2 separate regions of the Manis pentadactyla genome follow, and region 1 is linked to region 2. A link is a contact called in public Hi-C data. All regions are on one chromosome and are shown on one strand. Each heading gives the region's core, a stretch centred on a gene start, on an enhancer-like site or on the middle of the called end of the contact. The rest is flanking DNA. Distances are from core to core; before and after follow the strand shown. Region 1 holds the start of IMP3 (IMP U3 small nucleolar ribonucleoprotein 3). Region 2 holds the start of PPCDC (phosphopantothenoylcysteine decarboxylase).

Region 1 (3,345 bases), core at 529-3,028, 480 kb before region 2:
TGTGAGGTAACATATTAACAGGTTCTGGGTGGAAGTCTTTGGTGGGCCATTATTCCACTTACCTCACAATCCAATAGAAAAATAAACAAAAGACATGAAGATGCATTACATAGAGGAGGAAACACGTATGAAACCTTTATTTATAAGAGAAATGCAAATTAAAATCACAATGAAATACTATCACACACTCACCAGATTGGCAAACATCTTTAAAAAAAATGAACAAACAGCATTGGTGAGAATGAGGAGCAAAGGGAGTAATTCTCATGCACTGCCAGAGGAGTATAAATTGGCACAACCCCTTTGGAAAACAATTTAGCAATATCTAGTAAGGGTGAACATGCACATACTTTACAACTCAGCAATTCTGTTCCAAGAGGTATACCAGAAGCCACTGCTTAATCCAACAGGAGACCTATAAGAATGTCAGTAGCACTGCTAAAAATAGTTCCTTCCAAAAAATTCCAACAGGAAAAATGATTAATAACTTGGATAGAGCCAAATGATGGAATATTATGCAGTAATAAAAAAAAACTACAGCTACATATAATAAACCCCATATGGTGTGATCTTTTCTAAGCAACACTTCTCAAATGCCAGTGTATATACACATTACCTGGGGATCTTGTTAAATGCAGATTCTCTATCTGTAGGTCAGGAATGGAGCCTGAAATTCTGCATTTCCAACAAGCTCTCTGCTTTGAGTAAGGCTATACTTTGAGTTAGAAGGTTCTCAATATATTTAGGGATGCATGTTTAATGATAAAACTATTTTTCTTTTGAAACAAAAGGGAAAAGTAAATATAAAATTTAGGAGAGTAGGTACTTTACCTCTGACTGGAAGGCGGCTGGAATAGGTAGTTGAAATGTCCTTATGACGTTTTCATAAACTGCCTATTCAGTTCATAAGTATTCATTATACTTTATAATTAACATATGCTACTTACATTATTTTCCATATAGCAAGTATTATATTTAAAAAGACAATGAAATGTATACAGAAATAAAACAAAATGATCAGACAAGAAGCTAGGTGGCGTCAAAGGCCTGGGCAAATAGAGAGGCGAGAGCCCTGTATCACTGCACTCAGGTATAATTTATAGATACAACTAGCCGACACCACGTGAAATTTGTGAACTCAATACTCGATGACCAGAAATCCACCCTGTCAGGCTGATTCGTTTGAGCTCAGACTAAGGATCAGGACTTGCACTTGATATCCCAGTTTCTCGCACTTGCTGGGTTTTATGAATCACCTGGCGTTCTTGTTAGCAATACAGGTTTCAGGTGGCTCCCGTGTAGACCCCGAGTCCCTTTGAGTGAAGGAAGTGGCCCGGGAATCAGTATTTCATAGGTTCGGCGGCGCCCAGCCCCACTTGGCAGGGGGGAACCGTTCGCCCGCCTGGCGGAAGCCCTGCGCTGGCGAGCGGCGGGGACCCCCAGCTCGAGGCGGCTCCCCACGAAATGGGAGGCTCCCAACGGTCAGTCAACACAGTAAACCCAATCAAACCAGCGCGGCGGTCACCCCTCCTGCCCGGAACGGGCCTCTTTAGTTCCTGTCGGGGAGACTCTTCTGAGAGTCCTTGAAAGGCAGAAAAACGATGAACTAGAGGCATGATCAGACCAGGAAGGTATTGCAAAGTAAGGTCCGCGCAGACTTGCCTCGGGCCCCGCCCCTCGGGCCCCGCCCCCCTCAGGCGCCTCAGATGCTCCTCCCCTCGCGAATGTGAAGAGAAGAAACGCGAGATACAGATGTGAAGCGAAACCCCACTCTGACCAATGGAGATCGAGGGCGTGGCACTGGGCCTCTCTTTCATTGGCCCAGGGTTCCCCGGGCCCTCGGGCGCTGGGGCGGAAGTCTCCCCGGCTGGGAAAGGCGCCCTCAGCCTCCAGCCTTGAGGCACCCGGAGTCGCCATCATGGTGCGGAAGCTTAAGTTCCACGAGCAGAAGCTGCTGAAGCAGGTGGACTTCCTGAACTGGGAGGTCACCGACCACAATCTGCACGAGCTGCGCGTGTTGCGGCGTTATCGGCTGCAGCGGCGCGAGGACTACACGCGCTACAACCAGTTGAGCCGTGCCGTGCGTGAGCTGGCGCGGCGCCTGCGCGACCTGCCCGAGAGAGACCCGTTTCGTGTGCGCGCTTCGGCCGCGCTGCTGGACAAGCTGTATGCCCTCGGCCTGGTGCCCACGCGCGGCTCGCTGGAGCTTTGCGACTTCGTCACGGCCTCATCTTTCTGCCGCCGCCGCCTGCCCACCGTGCTCCTTAAACTGCGCATGGCGCAGCACCTCCAGGCCGCCGTGGCTTTCGTGGAGCAGGGCCACGTGCGCGTGGGCCCGGACGTGGTCACCGACCCCGCCTTCCTTGTCACGCGCAGCATGGAGGACTACGTCACCTGGGTTGACTCGTCCAAGATCAAGCGGCACGTGCTGGAGTACAACGAGGAGCGCGACGACTTCGACCTGGAGGCCTAGTGGGCGTTGCCCCCCACGGCTGCATTTTATAGACGGAAAGCCGAGACCTGATGCGTGGGATTCTCAGGGCGCTCTCCCCAGGAAAGGACTTGGCCCCTCGGCTGCAAGTCCACGCACAGAGCCGAAGGGTACGCCCCTGTCCCCCCCGAAATTTTCTTACCTCTTGGACTGTTGATAACTAAATGACTGCCTGAAGAGACAGTGGGAAGCGGTTTTGTTCTACACTGAGGAATTGTTAGGTTCTTTTGTGTTTGAAACATGGCAGTGTAGGGCGCGGACGTTGCGCCCCTGCCCTCCCCGCAGCTTTGCCTTTATTATTTTGTGGTGGGACGTTTGGTTCAGGTTATTTAACATGAATACTTGGCTCCTGTTCATGATTAAGCTGTGTACAGATGATGGAGAGTTAGGTCGCAAGTTTTCATGAAAATGGGTGAGACTTGAGTCTCAAGGGTCCCCCTCCCCCTCGTTTAAAGAAGTGTTTTCCAAATGCCAATAAATGGCCCAGCTGCTTTGGAAGTGCGAATTTTTGTATGTCTGGTTCTCTCACAGAAGGTCACATCTGGGCTCCTTGGCTCAGTAACCCAGAGGACTGGTCAGAGCGACCTGCCTGTGGGTGAGCCTGCAGCCCGACTGCATGTGGAGGTTACAGGATGTAGCACAGGCCTAGGCAAATTGATCAGTTTACCATTCCCTTCCTTGGAATGAGTGTTTTGGCAGAGCTCTTTCCCACAGAATTTCCTGTTGATATTCCAGCCCCAGGAAATACCGTATTAGAGGCTCAAATGTTTGCTTGCCTAAGGAAATAATCACCCTACAGCTCGGCCATCTAGTGGTTAGAAGTGACCCAGGAGGTTCCTGGAGACTTAAGATGT
Region 2 (3,378 bases), core at 723-3,222:
ACTTCAACTCCTTCCACACAGTAGATGGTACAGTCCAAGATTTACTATTAGCCTGCTGCGCAAGCTCTGTTAAGAATCAAAGCCTACCTACCTTTCTAGAAAAGGAATGGAAAGTAGAAAATTTAACCAACATTTGAAAGCAAGGTCAAATTGGTTCAATCTGATAGTTTCATGGAGGGTCACAGCTCGCAAGAGTTCTTCACACATACTCTCATAAAACACCAAATCCCAAACCAGTAAGTCTGTGACTCTATCCAGTTCCTGTTAGAACCATCTATTTGCACAATCAAAGTTTAGCTGCAGATAGCACCTCATTTTCTTGGGCTCTGCTGGGCTGAAAGGAACTCCTGAGCAGTAGAGTTCACAAGCACAGAGATTACAGGGCTTAAGGCTGTGATTACTGAGCTGCAAGCTCCCAAGGCACCATCCACTGGCAGTAAGCCACAGCCAGAAAAATGGCAGGTCCTCTGTCCTTTAGAAAGACAGGGCCAGAGTAAAGAGCCTTGGCTTGTGGCAGGCTCATGATATGTAAGTCTCCTCTGATGAGTTTAATTAGGCGGCACAGTTAAGTAAAGGGTTCAGGGATAGTTTCAGAGTTTGAAGCAAAGGTTTCAAGGCTAGTCACAACACAGGCACATGTGCAACCAGCAGAAACAGAGCTAAAAAGGGGCCAGGTGGGGTATAAGCCCAACCCAAAACAGGAACGAGGGGCTAGAGGCTTCAACAAAGCAGAACCAAATGTGGAGGATGGGGTCCAGGAGCAGGGATCCAGGATCCATCAAGAGCTCGCACCTTCTGGATTGATGTCAAAGCCTCTCACTACTGGCTCCAAGCTCCTGCTCTGGCCTCATCTCCCACCAGTGAACACACTACTCTCTGCCCCAGTAATAATGAACAACTTGTAGCTCCCCAAAGTGTCACCCTGCCTCAAAACTTAGAGGCATTAAAAGAAGCCTCCTGGCGACCCCCAAGGAAAGGTAAGGAACTCTTTAGGGAGAGCTCAAGGCCTTGGCATTCTGCTAAGACTGTTCTCTCAAACTAGAGGCAGGCATGCTTGACTCTGCAGCTTCTGGAATCCCATCTATGCATCTCTCCTCAAGTTGGGGGTATATTATATACTATACTACACGTATTTTAATATACATTTACGTTAATTAAGTCATATACTCTATATTATATTCACACACACACGAGCTACTAACAAGACAGTTATAGGCACTGGGAGAGATGTGGAAAATAAACCCTGCTCCCGAGAAATCCACCACTTCCCTATCTTGGGGATCTCTCTGGCTCATCATCTGGCACGGACCTCCAAATACTTCTAAGGACAGCATGAAGTTTTTCTCTGGCAAAATTTGGCCTCATTCTAGTTTTTAAATGCCATTCGGCACTTTGGACATATCTAGGGGATAATTCCAACATACCAAGGCTTCTTTTATTTCTATTTTACCAATTTTTAAAATATAGTTTGTACTTTGAGCAGCCCTATTCCTTTTTGGAAGTAGGCCCATAATTTTTTTTACAGGTAATCTGTTAAATGTGGGGAGCCTTTTCCCCGACCTTTTAAACTTACATGGCACACAACGTTCGCAGTGTGCAGCACAAAGCGGGATGGTAGCGCACAGATACAAACCCCCTACTCCAGGGCCAAGCCGGGAAGGGGTCCCTATCCGGGGTCCCTAAGGCTCTGGCCCCACGAGCAGGCAGGCTCCACAGTCCCTACAGACAGCGTAAAACCTGGGAGCAGAGCGTCACATGCACAAAAAGGAAAGTGAGCCCTTTCTGCACACACACCCCACCTCCCCACACACACAGCCACAGTCTCTACGGAAACAGAAACCTCCCTTCTGCCCCGCTGAAACACCCCAACCTCTGGCCCCCATGACTCCTCACCCGCGCCAGGAGCTTTTCGGGACAGCTCCCAAATATCGCGATATCGCTGCCGTCTCCCCTCCCCATCCTTCCCCGCTGCTGGTCCTAGCTAGCACGCAGGCTCACGAAAGCACGTGGCAGCCTAGTTATCGCGCAGCCTTCTGGGAGTTGTGGTCCATTCGGGAGGTCCTGGCAAGGAACCGAAGCTCCCTGTTCTTGGTACTTTTGGCGCGGACTACTGGGCCTGGTCTAATTGCCCAACCGCCTCACTTCACATCCCATCCCACAGTTACTGCTCGTCACTGGGGCACTTAATACTGAATATTTACTGAGCCTCTTCAATGTTTTAAATACACAGAATAAAGATTGACTCCTCCTGGCTTTTGAGATAAGCAGGGACACAGGAAATTCCAGAGTAAGGTCCTCCATGACGAAGCAGAGAAGCCTAGGTAACAACTAGAGGCCCTCTCAGAGGAGTCTGTGGGTAAAATTGTAACATTTCCAGAATATCTCGCCTGGCTTTAGTACATCTGCATATCAATAGGTTTTCAGAGGTGGAGGGAAGTATGGCTTTGGTACATTTTCATCATTCCTCAGGGGTCGAGAGAAGTTTATCTCCATATCAGTGGGTAATTACCTGGGCAACGGAGGGCTTATCTGAACCTGAGAGGTGAGGGGGGTGGGGCCGGTTTTGCTTCTGCTGGAACAGGAAAGAGAGAAGGCCCTGGACTGCAGTTTGTGAGCAATAAACGGATTTTAAACTTTATTTCTCCCTTTGACTGATTTCGGTTTTAGAGGTATTTTGCCCCGGGATGTCCTCTCTCCGGACTTACAGTCACTCAAGGTGAATCTTGTAGGATGACCAGCAGCTTAGACTGAGTGCCAGAGCAGCAATCCAGATGGAGGACCCAGCACGGGCCAGGGGAAGCAGGAAGAAGCACGCTGGGTGCGCCCCACTGCCTTCAATCTCCAGCACCCACAGGGCCCTAGAACACCTTGTGATTATTAAGGCTGCTCAGTCGGTTTTCAGTTTCCATTGGTGCCAGCTGAGGTGAGGCCTTCTCTGCTCTGCCCATGCATGCTCTTTCCAGCAGTGACCATCTGGACCAAACTGCCCCTCGCCCACTAATCCAGCCTTTTACTTCCTCCTCAGAGAACCTAGGACTCCTCCTTCGAACAGGCAGGAGGCCTCTGGCAATCTCAAAGGAACCTCTGAGAAGGAACTGCACAGAAGTGTGTGATTTGGGGCCAGTGGGGAGGACAGGCCACAGACCCTTTTGACCCACCCTGCCTCCATGCCCCACAGCCCACAGCGATGCTCCACAAAGGCCTACAGGAAGACACATGACACAGCAGGACACAGAGGGCCATATTTTCCTTTATTATGGTTCACTCAGTTACCACAGACAGACACATTGGCTGAGGCAGGTCAAACTGCCATTAGGAGAATAGTCTGTGTGTCCCAGAAACAAGGAGCAGTGGGCACCGGCAGAATGCATAAGCAGG

What was found. Hi-C and Micro-C count contacts between places; a contact is called where the count stands out from the background.
Region 1: a contact with region 2 is called in a Hi-C map of blood, with 5 times the contacts expected there. The contact joins the promoter of IMP3 here to the promoter of PPCDC in region 2. A contact is called at or near these places in 3 of 3 Hi-C or Micro-C datasets (blood, fibroblasts and skin fibroblasts).

The regions. Positions count from the first base shown.
Region 1 is chr11:122,524,886-122,528,230 of mManPen7.hap1, reverse strand. IMP3 (IMP U3 small nucleolar ribonucleoprotein 3) reads left to right here and starts at 1,778. Exons shown (of 1, transcript XM_036907635.2): 1 at 1,778-2,996. The coding sequence starts at 1,919. The coding sequence ends at 2,473.
Region 2 is chr11:122,041,200-122,044,577 of mManPen7.hap1, reverse strand. PPCDC (phosphopantothenoylcysteine decarboxylase) reads right to left here and starts at 1,972. Exons shown (of 6, transcript XM_036907667.2): 1 at 1,894-1,972. SCAMP5 (secretory carrier membrane protein 5) reads right to left here. Exons shown (of 7, transcript XM_057489058.1): 7 at 3,238-3,378.